Regions from separate parts of the Mus musculus genome. Here all the other regions are linked to region 1. The links are chromatin contacts, called in public HiChIP or PLAC-seq and promoter capture Hi-C maps. All regions are on one chromosome and are shown on one strand. Each heading gives the region's core, a stretch centred on a gene start, on an enhancer-like site or on the middle of the called end of the contact. The rest is flanking DNA. Distances are from core to core; before and after follow the strand shown.

What was found. Promoter capture Hi-C pulls out the DNA fragments that hold promoters and counts their contacts. HiChIP or PLAC-seq counts read pairs in DNA pulled down with a chosen protein or histone mark.
Region 2: an H3K4me3 HiChIP or PLAC-seq map of the SCID.adh cell line shows a contact between it and region 1, with 10 read pairs. The contact joins the enhancer-like site here to the promoter of Etfdh in region 1. A contact is called at or near these places in 3 of 39 promoter capture datasets (the C10 cell line, embryonic stem cells and hippocampal neurons), 2 of 115 datasets of contacts at active chromatin or transcription factors (the SCID.adh cell line and bone marrow-derived macrophages) and 1 of 9 other capture datasets (adipose tissue).
Region 3: a promoter capture Hi-C map of liver shows a contact between it and region 1, with 2.5 times the contacts expected there. The contact joins the enhancer-like site here to the promoter of Etfdh in region 1. A contact is called at or near these places in 10 of 39 promoter capture datasets (the 3T3-L1 cell line, 3T3-L1-derived adipocytes, the HPC-7 cell line and 6 more), 3 of 484 Hi-C or Micro-C datasets (embryonic fibroblasts, neurons and stem cell-derived neurons), 6 of 115 datasets of contacts at active chromatin or transcription factors (the 230-238 cell line, the SCID.adh cell line, bone marrow-derived macrophages and 2 more) and 3 of 9 other capture datasets (embryonic stem cells, liver and pancreatic islet).
Region 4: an H3K27ac HiChIP or PLAC-seq map of embryonic stem cells shows a contact between it and region 1, with 6 times the contacts expected there. The contact joins the enhancer-like site here to the promoter of Etfdh in region 1. A contact is called at or near these places in 2 of 39 promoter capture datasets (cranial neural crest and embryonic stem cells), 1 of 484 Hi-C or Micro-C datasets (nephron progenitors), 5 of 115 datasets of contacts at active chromatin or transcription factors (bone marrow-derived macrophages, embryonic stem cells, large pre-B cells and 1 more) and 1 of 9 other capture datasets (adipose tissue).

Annotation. Positions count from the first base shown.
Region 1 is chr3:79,627,495-79,630,194 of GRCm38.p6, forward strand. It overlaps Etfdh (electron transferring flavoprotein, dehydrogenase), which reads right to left and starts at 1,273. Exons shown (of 13, transcript NM_025794.2): 1 at 1,024-1,273. The coding sequence starts at 1,057. 4930579G24Rik (RIKEN cDNA 4930579G24 gene) reads left to right here and starts at 1,585. Exons shown (of 2, transcript NM_029482.1): 1 at 1,585-1,862. The coding sequence starts at 1,683.
Region 2 is chr3:79,017,357-79,020,056 of GRCm38.p6, forward strand. No RefSeq gene overlaps it. Among named protein-coding and RNA genes, the nearest start is that of Gm52609, 38 kb to the right of the region's middle. Within about 2 kb of position 1,450, at least 12 of the 459 cell types and tissues checked have an H3K27ac peak or open chromatin away from gene starts, as enhancers often do. A contact at or near this core is called in the SCID.adh cell line, where this site is marked.
Region 3 is chr3:79,084,738-79,087,437 of GRCm38.p6, forward strand. It overlaps Rapgef2 (Rap guanine nucleotide exchange factor (GEF) 2), which reads right to left. Exons shown (of 24, transcript NM_001310536.2): 14 at 1,008-1,391. Among named protein-coding and RNA genes, the nearest start is that of Gm52609, 29 kb to the left of the region's middle. Within about 2 kb of position 1,289, at least 4 of the 459 cell types and tissues checked have an H3K27ac peak or open chromatin away from gene starts, as enhancers often do. A contact at or near this core is called in liver and pancreatic islet, where this site is marked.
Region 4 is chr3:79,038,513-79,041,212 of GRCm38.p6, forward strand. No RefSeq gene overlaps it. Among named protein-coding and RNA genes, the nearest start is that of Gm52609, 17 kb to the right of the region's middle. Within about 2 kb of position 1,414, at least 23 of the 459 cell types and tissues checked have an H3K27ac peak or open chromatin away from gene starts, as enhancers often do. A contact at or near this core is called in embryonic stem cells, where this site is marked.

The sequences.
Region 1 (2,700 bases), core at 23-2,522:
AGAATTTTAAAAAGGTATAACGTTTATTCCTTTGCTTAAACGAGCATGGTATCTCTCATGACCCATCTGAACATTTAGGCATAAAGACAGAGTTCCAGTAGAAAGCAAAGTCAGAGTCACTGAACACCGGATCAGCCATACACGACATACTTAGCACATTTAGTTGTCACCACTAGAGGTAACACTGAGTAATGAAAATGTAACAAATTAGCGTTTAAAGAAAAGTCACTGACTAGATCCAAGACTGCATCTAAATTAGACTGTAAACTGATGGCTCTCAAAGCATACCATCTTCTGTGGATAATAGATGCTTGGTTTGAATATACACCATATTGTTTAAACAAGTATACAAATACTTGTTTAAAAATCCCACAGCCAAATTAACTTCAGTAAAGATTTATATTAAGCCAGTTACAACAGAATTCAAGATCCTCTAAACTTCTGTTTGAACGAGGGGGTTGTTTTTAAGTAAAAACTTAAAACTATCCTGCAACTGCTTTAAGAAACACCCATAACAGAAACGCCTGGTGTTAACTCTGGATAATGCAGAAAAAATTCCGACTCCAGACATAATTGGTAATATATGAGTTAATACGATATGAGAGCTCAGACTTCAATTAAGATTAGACTATTATGGCTGCAAAGTCAGGTCAGAGCCAAGGCGAAAACCCACACAAGTTTTTCTTTCTTTCCCATTCCTAATAAGGCGGCAGATAATACCTGAGCCTTGAGGTAAAGATTAGGAGCGGCATTTGGGGGAACTCCACCGAGGGGGCAGTGTTGACAATTTTCTCTTCTCATGACCTTTAACCTAGATGATAATTCTGCCAACTGGGGCAACTCCAAGGTCGGTAAGGTAGGGTCGGCCACCAGGCGCTGACAGCATTGACCTTTGCCCTAGTTTAGCCTAAGACAATAGACAAGGAAAGAGATGCTGGCAGTACCCCGGGTGTGGCCCCAGTCTTGTTTTGTCCCAACTTATCCACCTTGCTCCTTCTGTCCCCACCAGGAGTTTCGTCTCACCAGGGCAGGACAGCTTGGTTAGTCGCACCAACATGTTCAAAGTGACCCGGAGACTTGACCAGATACAAAGGAGAGAGGCGTGGGTCTGCGGCTTGCCGAGGGTGCTGGACTTCTAGGCTACGAGGGGCGCCATCACCTGCCAAGAAGCCCCGACTGCTCAGCTTCTGTCAGCGTCTGGGCTCTGCCGACCGCCCTTGCTTCGCGGCGTACCCGCCCCTCTTCTGCTTTGCGCCGGCGCCACAGAGGACACGAAGGCCAGTAAGGTTTCCGGGTCACATACAAGCCAGGAAAAGGCAGAAGACTCCATCTCCCAGTCATCCTCAGCCAGGAACCTAGTGTGCAGAAGAGGCCGACAAGCTCTCGCGTGTGCGCATGCGCCCTAGAAGCATAGCGAGGCTGATTTGCTAGGCATTCTGGGAGTTGTAGTGTTTAGCTCCTGGAGCTGTGCGCAGGAGCCTGGTGACGCCTGGCTTGATATCTGATTGGCTGTCTGGAAAAAATGAGACGTACTTGGGGTCCAGGGCAGAGACAAACGAGAAGATGGGGCGGGACTCCGTGTGGGAGGAGGCGGAGCCTATGGGCTTTGGGCGCGAGCGGTCGAAAGGCAGTTGGTGAGGGTTCGGTTGCTTGATCCGGTCCAGTAGCCCCAGCTCACTCCCATGGCTGACTCTGAGGAGTTTCGGGCTTCTTCGCCGCCGCCGCCGCCTCCCTCATCTCCGTCGTCAGGCGCCTCTTCGTCGTCCCTCAGCATGCCAGTGAGTTTGGGCTGGCGGGATCCGAGCAGGAGTCCCGGTCCAACCGTGGACCCGCTGGAGCAAGTGGAGCTGCAGATCGGAGACGTGAGTGTCGCCGTTGCGGCTGAGAGCTGATTGCAGCTAGGGTGCTCCTGCCTGCGGTTCTTGGAGTTGAGGGCTAGCCTCGGCTCTCTCTTCCCGCATCTTTCTTTCCTTCTCCTTCTGCTAGCGGTCATCCGCAGCCCCGCTGCCAGGATCCTCTCTCCGCCTCCTCCCATCCCTCGGAGCACTTTGGGCGGTCATAGCTTGCCTCCTTGCCCATTGGTGCTTTCTAAGGGACTCGAGCTTGTGCTTCTAGTTGGCCACCAGCCCAGGGCCAGCTGGTGATGCTGTTGTGTGTCGCTTACTTGGCTCTGTGTTGGACTTGAGTGGACCAGGGCTAATCACAGCCGGCAGATGGATTTGATAGGACAGTTTAGAACAGAATCTTGCAATGCAAAAATTCTGTAAAGTTTTTGTTCAATCTCGAATTCCCAGAAATAACTTCCTGACCCCAACACGTATAACGCTGAGGGGTTGGAGGGTCACAGCGGCACTTTATTTATTTATTATTAGGTATTTTCCTCATTTACATTTCCAATGCTATCCCAAAAGTCCCCCATACCCTCTCCCACTCCCCTACCCACCCACTCCCACTTTTTGGCCCTGGCGTTCCCCTGTACTGAGGCATATAGAGTTTGCCAGTCCAATGGGCCGTTCTTTCCATTGAAGGCCGACTAGGCCATCTTTTGATACATATGCAGCTAGAGTCAAGAGCTCCGGGGTACTGGTTAGTTCATAATGTTGTTCCACCTATAGGGTTGCAGATCTCTTTAGCTCCTTGGGTACTTTCTCAAGCTCCTCCATTGGGGGCCCTGTGATCCATCCAATAGCTGACTGTGAG
Region 2 (2,700 bases), core at 200-2,699, 610 kb before region 1:
TTTTGGTGATGTAGCTGCCTTTGTGCCACCCATGCTTCGGTAAGTAACACCCGTAAACTCATTGATTCACGATGACAGACTTAGTTGGATCATCTCTTTAGCCTGTCCTCAGGGCCTACCTGTGGAATATTTGCTTTTTCATGTCTCCCCAAGGAAACTCATATTATGTAATTGGCACATGAACAGGAACTGAAAGCCAAAGATGAGTCGGTGAAGAGCAGTTACATTGATCTTGCAAAGGCTGATAAGATACACTGCTGAGCTGATGTAACCGTGGGAAGCATTCAAGTGGAAGGGGGACAATTGCCATATGGCCACCTTTCCCAGTGCATTATGGGGTGCTATGTCTCCTGGCTGTAATCGGGGTTGTATACCCCCCAGCCCCTGCTGTGGGCGATAAGACATAAAAACAAGGCTGAGATGTCTATGAGTGAAGCATTCTTGCAGGAATCTCAGCATGACCATCTTCCTCTGCATAATACTCTTCCTTAATGACTGGAGTCCACAGGAACACACTCAAAGCACGGGTAGACTGGGAATACATACCAGTTCCTACTGAAAGCAGAATAGAGAGAAGAAAAGCAGATCACAAGCAGGCAGATAGCAGTGGTTCTTGGTCTTTGAGGCTTATCTGTCTGCAGTAAGAACTTGTGTGTGTAAGGAAGGTTGAGTTACAATGAGGAGACATGTATATGCAATCCTCCACATGAGCCTCTGGTTTGGTCGGTTTGTTTGTTTGCAGGAAAAATGGAAGAAAAAAAAAGACACAGTGTCTCTGTGTTAGCATTTTTTTATGGCTGGGAGAATGCAAAGAAAAATAGTACAAATTAGGTCTGTGCTAATTGGCCCTTCTTGGGATCCAAAAAACTGAAACCTGTAAAGGTTATACTTGTCAACTTGATAGGATGTAGAATCTCCTTGGAAACTAGCCTGTTTCTAAGGGATGTTTTTGTTTGGTGGATTTGTTGTTGTTGTTGTTGTCATTGTCGTTGTTGTTGTTGTTGTTGTTGGGGGTTTTTGTTTTTGTTTTTCCAGATTGGGTTAATTAAGATGGGCAGACGTACTGTATATCATTGTATGGGATGAGACTCTAGACTATACAAAAGGGAGTAAGCAAGCTGAGTCCCAGAATTCATCATTCTCTACTTCCTGACTGTGGATTTAATGTGACCAATCCCCTTGCCTTCCTGTTGTACTCTGGCTGTACTGCCTTTCTCCTGTAATTCCTGCTGCACTGCCTTCCTACTGTACTTCCTGCTGCACTGCCTTCCTGCTTTACTTCCTGCTGCAATGCCTTCCTCCTGTACTTCCTGCTTCACTGCCTTTCTCCTGTAATTCCTGCTGCACTGCCTTCCTCCTGTACTTCCTGCTGCACTGCCTTCCTCCTGTACTTCCTGCTTCACTGCCTTTCTCCTGTACTTCCTGCTTCAATGCCTTCCTCCTGTACTTCCTGCTGCACTGCCTTCCTACTATACTTCCTGCTGCACTGCCTTCCTGCTTTACTTCCTGCTGCACTGACTACTGTACTTCCTGCTGCACTGTCTTCCTACTGTACTTCCTGCTGCACTGCCTTCCTGCTTTACTTCCTGCTGCATTGACTACTGTATTTCCTGCTGTATTGCCTTCCTCCTGTACTTCCTGCTGCTCTACCTTCCTACTGTACTTCCTGCTGTACCGCCTTCCGGCTGTACCATCCTACTGCTGTACCACCTTTCTGTCATGATCGACTCCAATGTTCCAAATAGCCTAAGTGAAATAGTACCTTCTCCCTTACATTTCTTTTGTCAGGTATTTTTATCACAATGATTAGGAAAGCATTGAATATAGAACCCAAGCAAATTTAATGGAAGGGAAAAAGAGACCCACAGATTTACAGTGCAGATAGAGACCTGAATAACAGCCCAGCACAGTGGGGAATGGTGGAGAAAAATGCACTCCTAGAAGCCAGAATGTTACTGAATTAAAAATCCTAATGTCAGGTGTGGGTTACCACTTGACATATTTTTGGAGAAGCAGTCAACTTCTATGTCCATTGCTGTGGTTGCATGCCAGAACTAGATGGTAAATCATTATTGCTGAGAATATCACAATTCCTGGCTTCTGGACATGGAGAAATCAGGATAAAAATGAACTTCTCCCTGCTGGTTGTCTTTTGTTATGCCAGAGGTTTATGCAGGATGCTAAAGGATAATCATTGCCAACTCTTCTGCTAGGTTATAAACTCTTTGCCACACATTACCAACACACTAAACAAAATACAGTAACTGACAAAAGAGTGGACAGCTATTATGGGTGCAAAAACTGCTTTCTGATTCAGGCCTACTCCACAGGCAGAAACTCATGTTTGCTACTATAAGCAAGAGCCTGTAGTTGGGGAGGTCACAGGGTTCAGTGGAGATGTCACTGCTATTGTCTGGTTCAATGAATATGATGTACTTGGCAAACTGTCTTTTAAAGGGCATTTTTGTTTATGCCCATTGATTTTATGTTGCTATGAGCTTCAATCATTGGGGGAAACCTTTTGGACAGTGGACTATGACTACTGAAGCTCACCGGAAACTTTCAAGTATTACAAGAAACTTAGAGGACTCACGAAGCCCCTCCGCCAGCATATATAAGTTTAAACAATTATTGAAAGAGGAAACTATTCAATGACTCTGCCATCAAGTTATGCAGGAACTCTAGTGATGAAGACATGAT
Region 3 (2,700 bases), core at 39-2,538, 540 kb before region 1:
ACAGTCCAGCATGTGGCTCATAACAAGTATTTGAAAAAACAAAGATTGGGTAAATATTCCATCATAAAAATTATACTAGCTATGAGTATGAAGACCATGCACAGTAAGCACTTTACTCACAGAGCCCTCTCCCCGGCCATCAAGAAAGTTTAAGTTATAAGAAATAGAGGAGGGTGTGGTGGCAACATGTGTAATCCCAGCAGATGAGAAACAGGATTCTGAGTTGTATGCCAGCCTGGACTACTGCAGAGAGAGCCTACTGCAACACTTTTATTTTAGGGTTTTACTGCTGTGAATAGACACCATGATCAAGGCAACTCTCCTAAGGACATCATTTAAATGGGGCTGCCTTATAGGTTCAGAGGTTCAGTCCATTATCATCAAGGTGGAAACATGGTAGCTCCAGGCAGGTATGGTGCAGGAGGAGCTGAGAGTTCTACATCTTCATCTGATGGCTGCTAGCAGAATACTGGCTTCCAGGCAGCTAGGATGAGGGTTTTAAAGCCCACACCCACAGCGACACACCCACTCCAACAAAACTACACCTCCTAATAGTGCCATTCCATGGGGCAGAGAATGTACAAATCATCACAACCCATCAGCCTCTGAAGAAAAAACTAAGATTTTGAATCAGAAATAAAGAATTGCTTGTTGAATCACTTACGTCTTATGTCTTAGTGTACATGAGGCTGTACAAAACCAACAAAACACATACACACACACACACACAGGGTCAATTATGAACTAATATATATTGGTAATTACATGGTGTTCTGACACTGATATATATATATATATATATATATATATATATATATTATATATGTGTGAGCGTACAAGTATATAATATATAATTATATAATGTATAATATATAATCTATCATTCATATATACATATATGTATATGTATGTGTGTGTGTGTGTGTGTATATATATATATATATATATATATATATATATATATATATATAAATAAAGTCAGTTTCACCTAGGACAGCTCCTCTTACCTGATGATTGCAAACATGGAGTTAAAATTCTTGCATTCCCTGCAGTGCAAGGCAATCTTGATGAAATGCTTAATGATCTTCATCCTCTTCAGCTGGTTTGTTTCCCGCAGGATTTCAGAAGCCACCCAAAATGTTTCCTGGTTAATGACTTCCTCAAATTTCTTCAGGTTGGCACAGCTGGTTTTTGATTTGAGTTTAAATAAATCATCTATGTATTCAGTAGGCTCAATGTTGCGGAAGAGTTCAAAGTTCCTCATGGAGAGCTGCGTGGCAACCTCCACGGTGCTGAGCTGAAGGAGGGAGATTTGGCTCTCTCGCAGCAGCTCCTGGGCATCTTCATCTGAGCAAAGCGTTTCTGTTTCCATGTTGTTTTTCAGATAATACCTGAAAGAAACAGAAGCTCTTCAGATGCCAAGCTGAGCGGCAAGCCTGTGGGACTCCTAAAGGGAACATTGCTAGCTCCCTGGGTGGGGGGTGGGGGTGGGGTGGGGGAGGACTAAGAGACTGGTGTAAGAGTTCTTTTCATCCATCACGGGCAGTACAGATACCACCCCGTGCCACCAGCTCACAGCAGCACTAGGTAAGCAGAACTGAGCAATCCATGGGAAATTCCTTTGTGCCAGTTCTGTAGTGTGTTCTCCCCACGACCCACCCCCCACTCCTGCCACTGAAATACTTCTAGCTTGTTTGCCAAAGGTGACAGAAGAGAGCTATTTACCAGATTAGATAAACATCAACTCAAGTCATAGCTCAGTTTCCTAGTGAAGAGGGAATCTGCCAATTGCTGGGTCTACACTAGCTCAAATGAAGTTTACTTATTTATTTAATGCTTAGAAGACTTAATAACTGAGCTCGCGGGATGGCTCAGCAGGCAGATACTCATCAAGCTAAGAGATCTGAGGCTACAAAATTGTTATCTGACCTCCACACACTTACTGCAGAATATGTGGCCATACAAACACATCACACACATACATACCTACAAACACACAAACACACACACACACACACACACACAATTGGGAGAGGAGACACCCAAAGCAGTTTGTTTTCCTCTATTTGATCTTAAAACAGATTTTTATAGATCTGTTTTACATGTGAGTGTCTTGCCTGCATGCATGTATGTGTACCACATGTATCCCTAGTGCTCTCAGGAGTCAGAAGAAGGTATAGGATCTACCCCAGAACTGGATGACTGCCATCCATCGCATGGGTGCTAGAAACAGAACCCAGGTCCCCTCCAAGACCAACAAGTGCTCCTAACTGCTAAGTCATCTCTCCTACTCCCAGGTTTTAACTTTCAAGTATCTAGATTTTCTAGGGAAGTGGGAGGTGTTACCCCAATTTGTCAGAATAGCAAGCAGGCATTTGCAGCCAAATGGCTGGTCAATATGGATGGTACTGTGACCTTTTTAAGGAACTCACTGAAAATAGGACCCCCATATTTGCTCTGTAGCTTCTCTCTCCCCACTTATTGGCAGGCAGATGCCTTCTCCACATGAAACTCTAGGAACACAGAGCAAGCAGAGTGAGGGTCCTACTAACTGGTCTTTTACACACTTCACAAGACATTTAGGACAGGTAAGAGACAGCCTGTGCCTTGATGGGTACAGACTAATGTGCTCCACTGTGATTCCTCTGATACCCAGGCTCTCCTGAGTGGTGAATGGGAAGCAAAGCTGAAACCCAGTAG
Region 4 (2,700 bases), core at 164-2,663, 590 kb before region 1:
GGACTTGCTGGATCACAGCCTCTATACCATTCTAATAAATCCCCACTATGAACGTTCATTCTGTGAGCTCTGTTCTTCTTTAAAGCTCTCACTAACACTATTCTGCTTTTCTCTGCTCCCAAGAGATAGCCCCAGCCATATGGCTTCCTTTTCTTTCTGCTCTGGACTCTTCCAGATGCTTCTGGGTGTTCAATAATAAAAAACAAAACAAAACAAAACAAAACAAAACAAAACAAAAAAACAACCTTCCACCTAATCATAGTGCAGTCATCTCAAGTGGCTTCTTTACTGAGCCCTCTCTAAGGTTATTAAAATAAGGCAACATTGGCCTTGTGGTGGTGCTACACGCCTTTAATAAGGAGGCAAAGGCAGAGGCAGAGGCAGAGGCCGAGGCCGAGGCAGAGGCAGAGGCAGGTAGAGACCAAGGCTAGTCTGGTCTACAGAGCAAATCTCAAGACAGCCAAAGGGCTGCCCAGGGCTGTCTTGGTGGGGAAAAAAAAGAAAAAGAAAATAAGAAAGAATAAGAAAACATGAAAATAACCAGACACAGAAACCATGTCCATTTGAAAGGAGCCTATTTGCTCAGTGGTAAGCCATGCAAACTCGATGTCTAAGTTTGAATCCCCAGGATCCACATAAAAGCAATGCTGGACACAATAGTGCAGCCATCTGTGATTTCAGCAGAGCGGTGAACAGGAGGTCAAGGTGGAAGGTTAGGGCCTATAGCCAGTGTTGCCCTGTGAGCTTCATACACACACTGTAGCAGGCATGTGTCCATACACATATATACTAACACACATGCACACACACACACACACACACACACACACACACACAAAGAGAGAGAGAGAGATTAAAAGAGTCTGATGAATTTGCAATAAAAGATTTACAGTGAGCCTAAGTATGGGAAGTGACACATTAATAATGCCCATAACGAGAAGCACTCTTCATTAAGGCATGGATTCTAATAATAATAATAATAACTATAAGAGGAATGGCATGGATTCTAATAATAATAATAACTATAAAAGGAATGGTTTTTCCAGGGCAAAGTGGGTGGTATAAGTTAGATGGGTAGGAAAAGATGGGAGAGTGAGGAGATAAAAGAACTATTTGTGGTAGAATTTTTGGAAATCTTCCTAGAGTAAAAGGCATCACAGTGTATTACTTCATTGTACCCCATTTTGTTCTAAAAAATAAAAATAAAAAGCAAAGTTTAAGGTACTGGCTTGAATATCATTCTAAAGCCCACTGAAACACAAATCTCTCATTGTGGCCTCCACAAAGGGGTGGGGACTTCCTTTCTGAGTGCACAAAGCCAGATTTAAAGATAGGGCAAGCCACCCAGCATTCAGAGGCAGGAAGGTGGGGCTGGTTCCTCAGGGCTCCAGCTGGGAAAGTCTCTTTGATGGAGTCAAATGCAAAGGGGTGGTAACCCAGAGAGCAGCAGCAGAGGAAGGAAGTTCTCAGAGCCATTGTGAGAAGTGAAGGTTAAAATCCAAGGCTTATCACGCAATATATGATGGTTCCTTTCTGCAACTGGGGAAGAAAAGAATTTAAGATACTTATAAATACTTGTTGCTATTTGGGACTGATAGGATCAAGTCTATGTACAAATTGCTTCCTCCAGAGCTAACCATTTAAAACCAAATTCCAGATAAAATGAGTGTGTGTTCACTCTATTGCACAGGGTCACTATAAAGACTCTGATTTGACGATTCAGGAATTGCCACTTAAAACCAAACAAACTCTGATCTAAGTTAAACAAGAATAGTTTGTTGAACATACATTATAATACAATATGTCCAGGACCACAAAAAAGGACTGTTATCCTAATCTGTTCTCAGAGTAGGCTTTTTATAAGAAAAAATAGGCTCAAAAGTGAAGTAGTTGGCTTACTAGGAAAAATATTATCAGCTATCTTTTAGGCTGATTGGTCCTGAGGAAGGGAAGGGAAGAGGATATGGATGAATGTCGAACAGGGCAATTTCAGAACATTGAGATAACAGAGCATGAGTAGTATAATCATACCTTTTTGGCTTATTAGTAGCATTCTTTAGTGTCAGCCACAAAAACCAGTGAGCTCATACATAGGTGCAAAAGGGGCTGCCCGGTGGTCAGCTCTTACTCAAGCCTTTTTTAGACATAATAATTCATATTGACCTTTGACTTGGTGGGTCCTGCATGTTGTAAGGGGCCAAAAATTGCTGAAGGAAGACCCCCAGACTCAGATAGTATACAAAACCAAAGATCATTTTAAGGGTCCAAAAATTGCTAAAGGAAGACCCCAGACTCATTATACAAAACCAAAGAGTGTTTATTCTGCAGAGACAACCAGCATGCAGGGGTCAACCATTCTTTTAAATGGCGACCCCCAGATAAAGGCATGTGTGCCTTCTTAGAGGGAACTGTTGGGAACTCTCTAGAAAGATTAGGTAACTAAAATTTCATTGGTGGGTGCTAGAGGGGTCACAGGTGATCAGTGGTCTACATTCCTATGTCATAAGCATTCAATCATGTGAATGAAAGACTCCGTGAGGAGCCCCTCACTCAGGTCTCAAGACAATAGCGGACACCCAAGAACTCATGATAGACCGAGCTTGATGCAAACCACATGAGGCTTTATTAGGGGAAAGCCAGAGCTCTGGGGACGACTCATATCCCACGCAGGGGTAGAGGAGTCGACCTCGAGGGGAAAGA